2 separate regions of the Rattus norvegicus genome follow, and region 2 is linked to region 1. Evidence: chromatin contacts called from public Hi-C data. All regions are on one chromosome and are shown on one strand. The core of a region is the stretch at or near the end of the contact, and the rest is flanking DNA. Distances in the headings are between cores, read along the strand shown.

Region 1 (5,067 bases), core at 1,900-4,399:
TGGGCATGAAAGTGTGATCATATTCATCCCTCAATTTTTAAAGGCAGAGCAAATGGACATAGTAGAGCTCACTTCTAATCCCTGCACTCTGAAGTCTCAGGCAGGAGGGTTGCCATGGGCTGAAGGCCACCCTGACCTACAGCAAAAAGTACTAAGTCATTAGGGATTCTTTGCAGCAGAGACCCGTGATGCCCTTGCTTCACTCCCAGTGACCTTTTTCTCCCTTTCCGCCATGGCTTCCACTCCAACTCCTAGTCAATTTTAAGGAGTCATACTTTCCAGAAGGACGTTCTGAACTCCAAAATATTTAAAGAATGGCTCTATTTTCTCCCTGTATTTCTTGTAGTTATTTCAAAACTCAAATGAATTGAGCAGAGGAAACAACTGCCCTGTCTATTTGTAATTACGACTCCCATGAGCCAGCCACACTCTGCTTCCAGATTAATTGCAGGAGCTTGGGCATCAAAAGCTTGTCTCCGAGAACCTGATCTGATCTGATCTGATCTAATCTGAGTGTGCTGATTGGCATTTTGTGCCTTCAAGATGATATACTTTGACGAGATCACCAAGGTACTGCTAGTTGGCTCATCCCGGAGACTTGGGAAACTAAGTTGTGACTTTGATCTGAACTGGAGAAACAAATTTAGGCTAGGATAATATTAGGGGAATTACGAAAAATTGGAAGGGAAAAATGTATCATCGTTTGTTCCATTCTATCCAAGGGACAAGACAACCCAAACCAGCAAATGTGAAATGGTCTGCATGGAGCGGTTGGTTCTTACCATAAGAAGGTGATGGATAACACTTAGTATAATTTCACTCACTAGCAATCACCAAGCATAGACTTTGTAACAGGTGTGCAAATAAATAACAGATATGGAAACGGAGCTGAAGATCCTTTGAAATGACTCCTAAAACCTATTGATTTTCTTTTTTCTAATAATGTAGCCACTGAGCAACTGTCCCATGTTAGGGTGGCTTCTGATAGGGGAAAGGGTGTGTGAATTGTATGAGCTTTTTTAAAAGTCATTCTATTAATGAGCAGAGTCATTTAAGATAATACAAGAAGATAGAAGAAAAGGAAAATAAAAACTGGAGAGAATTCTTAGAAGAAATTTTATGAAAGATTATAAGTTAAGTTGAAGTATATACTAAGGTAGAGACAGAGGAGGAAGCATGATAGAGATGAAGAAGTCATCACGAGGGGAAATGGACCTGAGCACATGACCAGAAAAAACAGCAAGAATCTGGGGTACATGGCTGGGGAGGTAGCAAAGCCAGCAGTTAGAAGAATAGATTGAAGATAACCATAGTCCGAGTGTCATTTATTTGTAAGCTAGTCCGGGATAGGCTTAAATTGGTTGTACTACAATGTAGGTGTTAAGGTGCCAACACACAAGTTTCTTGAGGTAAGTTTTTCCCTAAATAGATTGCTGGGTTTCTGGGACAGTAGTGCTGGAAGACTAAAACTTGAGGCAGAGGACATGCTTAACGGACAGACTACCCTCCTAAACTTGCTTGAGAAGTCATAGCATATCCCACAATCCACTGAGAAGACTGGTCGCAAACCGGATGACTCTGGCTGTTAGCGGCAACGATTCAAATAAAGTCAGACGAAGACATTTTGGGTTAGCATTGACAGGCAAATGGCCTTGCCTAAATTTCTCACTAATTATCACATTGGGTAGAAGGTAAACTTGGATGCAGACATACAGAAAAGGGTAATCAGGTGAGAGGGAGGTGGGAAGCACGAATAGTTAGCCTGCAGTGTTGAGAAGAGACAGAGAACTGGACCACGATGATGGACGGTTAAGATGCCAAGATGAATTCTATTTCCATCTGAGGTTGATACTGCCTGCGTGAATTCATGGAGTTATAGCAAAATTATACAAGAAACGTCACGTTTCTTTCCTTAGAAAATAAAAATTCAGCGGGATTATGTTATAATACATAACGTGGACCTAAGAGTCAGGGACCGTGAGAGAGATCTGTGCTAGGTCAATAGTCCCTGGACCCACTACGATACATACCTGCCCTGTTATCTGTGGTGCACACAGTAGTATTTCTGGAAAATAAACAAGGTTTCGAGTAACACTAACCATCTTCCAAAAGTGTTGTATTGTCAGGAACACGCCTTGGCTTTACTGATGATGGAACCCCTCATAAAAAGAATGCAAGAGGCAGTAAGTGATGGAGAAGATTGTGTTTTCCTCAGCTGGCTCCTCTTCCTTTCCCCAGCAGTCTTCCCAGGGCCCCCTTCACTTCTTTATTCCTTAGAGTATAGATGAGCGGGTTCACCATGGGCGTGACCACAGAGTAGAAGAGAGAAATGAATTTTCCCTGGTCCTGATTACTGCTCTTAGCTGGAAGCAGATACCCATAGATAGCAGAGCCATAGAAGAGAAACACTACCACCAAGTGGGAGACGCATGTATTGAAGGCCTTCCGCCGTCCCTCCACAGAGCGGATCTTCATCACGGCCTGGGCAATGAAGCAGTAAGAGACCAGGATGATGCTTAGCGGGACCGCAGTGAAGAAGGTACAAACACCATTGAGCACAGCCTCATTGAGACTCGTGTCCCCACAGGCCAATTTAATCATGGCGGGTACCTCACACAGGAAGTTGTCCACCTTCCGGTGTCCGCAAAACGGGAGCTGCAGAGTGAATGTTGACTGAATCACGGAGTTGCCTAAGCCACCCAACCAGCTAATAGCAGCCAGCACCCAGCAGAGCCGAGGATTCATGACGGTCATGTAGTGCAGGGGCCGACAAACTGCCACATACCGATCAAATGCCATTACCACGAGCAGAATGCACTCAGTAGCCCCCAGCCAAAGGAAAACATACAGTTGAGTCACACACCCACCATAGCTGATTGTCTTGTCTGGCCCCCATAAATTTTTCAGCATCTGAGGGACTGAACTGGTAGTAAAAGCCAGGTCCAGGGAAGAGAGGTTGCTGAGGAAGAAGTACATGGGCGTGTGGAGCCGCGCATCGAGGCGGGAAAGCAGGATGATGGTCAAGTTCCCAACCAGCGTCAACAAGTAAGAGGACAGGATGACAACAAAAAAGATGATCTCCAACTGGGGATGGTTGGAGATACCCATCAGAATGAAGCTCCCAGAAGAGATGTTGCTGCCCACCTCCATCGCCGGCTGCCCGGGTCACTGGAAGTCTGCTCTGAAAATCTCCAGGGCAGACAAGCGAGGAGGGGGCTACTGCCGAACCTGCGACCAGAATGCTCTTCAGGCTCCGCAGTTGAAGACCAATCCGCCCTTTCTGGCCGCGGCTTTCATGCAATCCCTGGCTGTCAGTTGAGCTGGGATATCAAAAGGGACCTAGCACAGAGATGAAAGGAGTGTCTTGTGAGGACGGACTACAGTTAGGGCGACAGGTCAGAGGGGAGCTGGCAAGTTAGATTAGATACCGACCTTCTCAAAACACCAGTTTCCTCAGCCAAGTTTCTCTATGCTCTGAGAAGTGAATTTGGAAAATCTCCGCAGAAGTTACTGATAGACGCCCCCCCCCCCCAACCCCCACGGGCTTGAGAGACGGCTCAGCAGTTAAGAGCACAGGCTGCTCTTGCACAGAATCCATTTTTGGTTCTCACTGATCTTTTCTTGCAACAGCCTATAAGACCAGCTCCAGGGGCTGACACACACTTCTGGCAACTTCACAGATGTGAACATACCACCCCAAATTCCTGTATACATCATTTTTAAAAAGTCTTTTTTTTTTTTTTTGAGGCAGGTTCTCGTTATACATTCTAAGCCAGATTGGAAGTTGCTGTGTAGACCAAGCTAGCCTTAACGGAGATTCCACCTCCTCTGTTTTCTGAGTATTGAGACTAAAGGCATGTGTCACCATGCCCATCAAAACATAAAATCTTGAAAGAAATGTCTTTTCTCAGTCCTTGATAGTCTTCTCTTCTTGCATTGAAACTCCTGGTCTGGAAAGATCATCACGTGTCTATCGAATCACAGAACAACGAGATGGCAGGGAGCTGGAGAGATGCTCAGCTGTTGAGAGCTTTGGTTGCTCTCCCAGAGGACCAGGGTTCAGTTCCCAGCATCCACCCGGAGGCTCACAACTGTAACTCAAACGTCAGTGAGTCTGATGCCTTCTCCTGCCCTCCATGGGCACTGCATGCATGTGGTGCGCGCGCATACACACACACACACACACACACACACACACACACACACACACACACGCGCGCGCGCACACACACGCACATAAAATAAAAATAAAAATAAATTTAAAAGACTAACAAGAAGACTGAATATTCACTATATACAAGAGGCATGAATTTGTCAGTGAAGAAGACACAAATACAAATAAAACACACGTGCCAAGAAAGCTTAAGTAAAACGTGTGGAAGATGAAGGTGGGTTTCCTGTAAGGAAGTTAAAACACTTTACATGTGTCCATAGTCATGGAAATTAAAGTCTACACTGTTTACTGCTAAACCAAGGAGCCATTCTTAACATCTCAAAAGCAGCAAACAGCCTTGTCAATAACAGGCCAATTAACATCTCCTTTCTTTGTGCACTGTGTGTGTGTGTGTGTGTGTGTGTGTGTGTGTGTGTGTGTGTACAGAAGTCAACCTTAGGTGTTACTACTCAGAAGTGGTAGTCCTTGCTTTTTTATTTTTTAAATTATGGTGACCTGGGCTCGTTGATTAAGTCGAGCTGGCTGGCCATCAACCTCAGGGAGCCACCTGTCTCCGAGCCCTGCCCAGTCCTGGGGTTACATGGTGTACTGTCACATCTAACTTCTTGACAGACCACACCTGGCTTTTTTTTTTTTTAAAGATTTTATTTTATTGTATATGAGTACACTGTAGCTGCCTTCAGACACACCAGAAGAGGGCATCAGATCTCATGCACAACAGATGGTTGTGAGCCACCATGTGGTTGCTGGGATTTGAACTCAGGACCTCAGGAAGAGCAGTCGGTGCTCTTAACCACTGAGCCATCTCTCCAGCCCCCACACTTGGCTTTTTATTTAGGTGCTGGGGATTGAACTCAGGTCCTCAGGCTTGTGTGACAAGCACTTTACCAGCT
Region 2 (4,836 bases), core at 2,030-4,529, 33 kb after region 1:
AGATCAGTGGGGTGTATGGCTTGGTCAGGGGACAGGTCTCCTTCTCACTAATGAACTCTCTCACATAGAAAAGAGATTGGGGTCCTGCACTGCTAATTCCTCTACCTTACTAAAGAATTCCCATAATATTACTCAGTCTCACAAGCTCACCTTCCCTGGTGTTGTAAGATCCCCACCAACAACCTTCTCCCTGAGGAGCACAGGTGAGTCTAGGAACAGGCTAGGGCACACGCAGACAAAAATCTACCAAGCTAATGGTGCCCACCTAGTTGGGTGGAGATGGTTCCCAACCAGGATCCCAATATCCTGGGGGGCATTTCAGCCAGAGACCAATTTATATCTTGCCTCCTGGCTGCTCTCACTCTCCGTAAGGCAACCCCCCACCAAAATGGTAAATTAGGAAAAAAATCCAAGAGGTCATTCAGGACACACATTGACACCAAAATCTGTTCAATTCCTGGACCTCCTTACAAAGGCCCTCCTTTATAATATACCAGTCTGCGTCCCAAGACTCCACAGGGAAACAGTTCTGTGTGATTTACTCCTTCCAGGGTGCCCCTGACACTAGGGCCAAACTTAAATGCCTAGAGAGGGGACCCCTGACTCCACAGGCAGAAGTCTTCGTGGTGGCCTTTGAGGTGTGCTATAGGCGAGATGAAAAGGCCCTGGTGTTGGCTCAGGCCTTTCACCTGGCCATAGCAACTGTCCAGGCTCCCTGACCTCTAGATCCCTGCTTCAAAGTGATCAGGAAGGATCCTGGGACTTTCCCATGCCCAAACCCTCACAAGCCACTTCAACCATGTCCAAGGTGCCACCAAAAGGGACATTGTGCTGTTGACTGCTCCCAGGGCCCTCACAGTGTGGGGACACCAGGCCCAGATTGTTCTCTAGCTGACCTCTTGGGCATAGCCACGGACAACTGAGGCGGTGTGGTCTCCCTTGGCCTGACCACTGCCATCTCTTACAGGGAGCTCTGGGTAATCATCATGGTATCAGGGCAACCAATCTCTGTTCTTCTTGGACAACAGGGTCACCTACCTGGTCCTAATGGAGTTTTAGGGACCTATCTCTCCTCATTCTTCTAGTGTCCTAGGAGGGGGACAGCCTTACCAACCTCATCAAAGACCACTACTCAGCTGTATCTTTAGTTATCCCCCTTACCCACTCCTTCCTACTGGTAGCAACTTGTCCTGTCCCATTGCTGGGAAGGGACCACCTAGTCAAAATGGGAGCCTATGTGTCCTTTACTCTCTTGATCCGCTTGACTCTAGGCTCACCAACCATTCCCCTCCTCCTTCTCTGAATTACACAATTGGGCATACCTTTGCCTTGTCAGCCTCCCTGGTGCATCCCAAGTATGGGACACTCCAAACCCCTTTATAGCCAAGCATCACCACCCTCTCATCACCCAACTATAAAACTCTTTCACTCACATCCAGGGCAAAAAGCAAGATGTCACCCATCTGCCTGGTTCTGGCTGGTTGGAAAGTTTTGTCTGTCTGTCTGTGTGTGAAGATGGGTCTGTGTTTTCTGGTGTGTCTTTAAGTCCTGTGGTAAACATGGAGGCTGAGATGGGAACAGGTCAGGCTCAGCTGAATGTACGGATGATGGTGGAAACTTCATGTTTCATTTTTGACTGTTCTCCTTTGAGTGTATGAGCTTTCTGTGTTCTATGTTTCTGCTTTCTTTTCCACCAGCAGCCACCAGTCATCACTATGAATGCTGCACGTCCTGGTTGCTTTGATATCCAGGGCTCAGAATTTATCTCTGGGCCTTCTGGTCACTGGATTCAGTTTATCAGGGATTCAAAGGTCTTTTGAGTGTGGGTAATATGAAAGCTGTTTTATTCTATTCCACTTCATTAGAAAGCTGGCTCTGGACTTGGGTCATGACTCCTACTTTTCTAAATACAAGCACGTTTGTTTAAAGTTTTCCTTCGGAATCCCTGTTTCATATCAGGTGGGTCACTTGCCTGCAGAAAAGAAAGGAGAATAACACAAGACAAAAGGACTTAAAGGAACTTGCTTTGCAACGACTGCTCTCAGAAATAATTACTTGTGTCTCTGGTAAATGTTAGATGGAAAATGTGAAAATTTAGGTGAATTTTGAGGGTCTAGGAAAGTGTCTGAGGAGGTGAGAGCTGTTGTTTGAAGGTGGGTAAATACAAGTTGTAAGGTTACAAGAAAGTCATCTAAGGCGATGGAAATGATTCGGATTTCTTTCCCCCTCAAAGGTGAAGGTTCTGACTTTTAATATTGATCAATAGGGCTCTGATAAACCGATAAAGCCCTGATTACTCTTATCAGTCACAAGCCCAAGATTTAAAATTTCCTCTGGTTGTCTTCTAAGTATAGACTTACGGTGCTTTTCATACTGCTAAAAACATCTCTGTCCAATCTGTATGCCCAGCCCTGTGGACAAAGGAAAAATGTGCAAGCTTTTTGACTCAAAGCCTCTGCTATGGCTCAAAGCAGGACGCCTGCTTTTTCTATAATGTGGATTTTAGAACACATTACAAATTAATAATATATCTAAAACGTTTATCTCTTGTAAACAAAAACTTCATGCAAGCCTTAGAGAGTCAAGGGAGTCAGTCGTACGACTTGGATCCACCTCTTGCTGTCATTAAGTACTGCTTCTGTCCCCTGCCCCCTGCTCTTTCCTGAGGGTGTGAGCTCTCTCTCCCCGGGTCTTTGGATTCCCCTCCCCCTCCCACAAATACCAGGACTATGAGTCCGAAAGGTCCAAATGTATGATTTTCCTTCAAGTTCCTAAACTTCTGCTCTTAGTCCGTATCTGCATGAGTCTGATTTCTATATGGCTGACAGACACCCTCCAGAAACCAGCTGCGGGCTACGAACTCTTCCAAGTGGCTCTGAGCCCTGGACTGACTCAAAGCAGACATAAACCAGTCCAGCCAATGTGACTGCTCCCTGTCACAATGTCCCTGTCACATTGTCCCTGTTTGCTGCTGGGCCAGCAAACAGATGCTTCTGACAATCCCCACTGTTTGATCTCTCTCACAGCCTTTGAGTAGCATTCCAGCCTTGCCCGGCCCTGACAGCAACGCCCTCGTTTCAGCAGGAAGCAGTTATCTTGTTCTCTACAAAACCAATTAGTTATCAATAATAAACACAAAAGGGAGACACACAAGGAACAGGAGGCAGGGAAAGAACACCCTGCCCCTGACTTGACCCCAAGCCTCAGGCCAGAGCCTAGGGACCTGACCTTGTCTTGACCCAAACACAGCTCCTGGGACTTGGAAATCTTTGCCCCTATGACTCAGCTTTCATGGCCAAACAATACTTCTGGTTGTGCCGTACTTCTGCCCCGGTTCACTGTGAATGTTCCAAAAACCGTACAAAAGCCCCTCCAACAGCGCTCTGCTGTCGCTCTTCCCATTCAGAGGCAGCTGCCTTGTGGTTCTCCCCAACCAATCTCTTGTGTGAGGCTTGTGGTGCGGTGTGACTTTGTGGTATTTCTTGGTTCCTATCACCAGGACACCTTTGTAAATCTTAGGGCTCCGAGGGGAAAGACTTCCCCGGTGAAGGTGTTGCAGCTCTGAGTGGAGAGGCTTCTCCAGTGGAGGTGCTGCAGCTCTGAGGTAGAAGAATTCCCCAGTGAAGTGTGACAGCTCTGAAGGGAAATGTATCCTGGTTTGGGAGCCAACAAAAGCCACAAAGTCACATCACACAACAACCCTCACACAAGAGGTTTATCAGGAAAGGCACAAGAAGGTAGCTGCTTCTGCATGGTCAGGAAGCAGCAGGGAACTGAGAAAGAGAAATGCGTATATGGGTATTCAGGGGGGTACTGTTCTGGGATGACAATTTCTAGGGTGGGGATTGGTGATATTTCAAGTCCTGAGCTTGGAGCAAGCCCAAGGATTTGGTGGGATTTCATGCTCAGGGATTGGCGGGTGGAGTGGTCTGAGTGAAAATGGGCCCCCACAGACTCACAGGGAGTGGCATTACTGGAGGTGTGGCCTTGTTGGGGGAAGTGTATCAGTGGGGGTAGGTAGGCTTTGAGGTTTCAGAAGCTCAAGCCAGGCCTCGAGTGACTCTTTTCCTGCTGCCTTTGGACCCAGATGTAGAACTCCCAGCCACCTCTCCAGTACCACGTCTGCCCGCATGCCACCATGATGACAATGGACTAAACCTCTGAACAGTAAGCCAGCCAATGAGATGTTTTCCTTTATAAGAATTGCCACGGTCATGGCATCTCTTCACAGAAATAGAGACCCTGACTAAGGTAGTGGGGTGTCGTGCTTAGGGATTGTTGGGTTTTGGTCCGTTTTCAAACCCTGAAATGGGCTTGGACCTTTCACCCTCTATCCTTTGTGACGGAAAAACCCTTACAGCGTGTGTCTGTGCCTGCACACATCAGATCCCCGAGGTCTGGAGTTACAGGCAGCGGGGAGTCACCCAGGTCTAAGTTTACTTTTAAATTATTTTGTTTTCTTTTAAAGTACATGAATAAGGAGACTGAACAGTATGTGCGCCTGAATGCTCTGAAGCCAGAAGCTGCCCGTTCCCCTGGGAGCTGGAGTAACAGACAGGTGTAAGCAGTCATGGACCACATGGGCTGAGTCTGAGGACCTGGCAGTTGAGGACAAGGGATCAGTTAACAAGTACAGAACAGTGCTCACAGTTGATTCCCTGGGTACGAGACTTACAGGATGAATGGCACGGTCTGAGCTGCCCCCGAGGAGTAGGTCCTGTTAAGTTACATTGACTTGATCCCCCTCTGCCATACTCAGGAGCATACACTGAAGGAATCAGGATGGCTCGGAACACTGGAAAAAGAGTAAGATGTCAGGACCTCCCTTTGGGGAGT

What was found. Hi-C and Micro-C count contacts between places; a contact is called where the count stands out from the background.
Region 2: a contact with region 1 is called in a Hi-C map of Schwann cells, with 6 times the contacts expected there. The contact joins the enhancer-like site here to the promoter of Or2c1 in region 1. A contact is called at or near these places in 3 of 12 Hi-C or Micro-C datasets (Schwann cells, frontal cortex and liver).

Annotation. Positions count from the first base shown.
Region 1 is chr10:12,187,043-12,192,109 of GRCr8, forward strand. It overlaps Or2c1 (olfactory receptor family 2 subfamily C member 1), which reads right to left and starts at 3,150. Exons shown (of 1, transcript NM_001000493.1): 1 at 2,212-3,150. The coding sequence starts at 3,150. The coding sequence ends at 2,212.
Region 2 is chr10:12,219,937-12,224,772 of GRCr8, forward strand. No RefSeq gene overlaps it. Among named protein-coding and RNA genes, the nearest start is that of Or2c1, 32 kb to the left of the region's middle. Within about 2 kb of position 3,280, at least 6 of the 93 cell types and tissues checked have an H3K27ac peak or open chromatin away from gene starts, as enhancers often do. A contact at or near this core is called in Schwann cells, where this site is marked.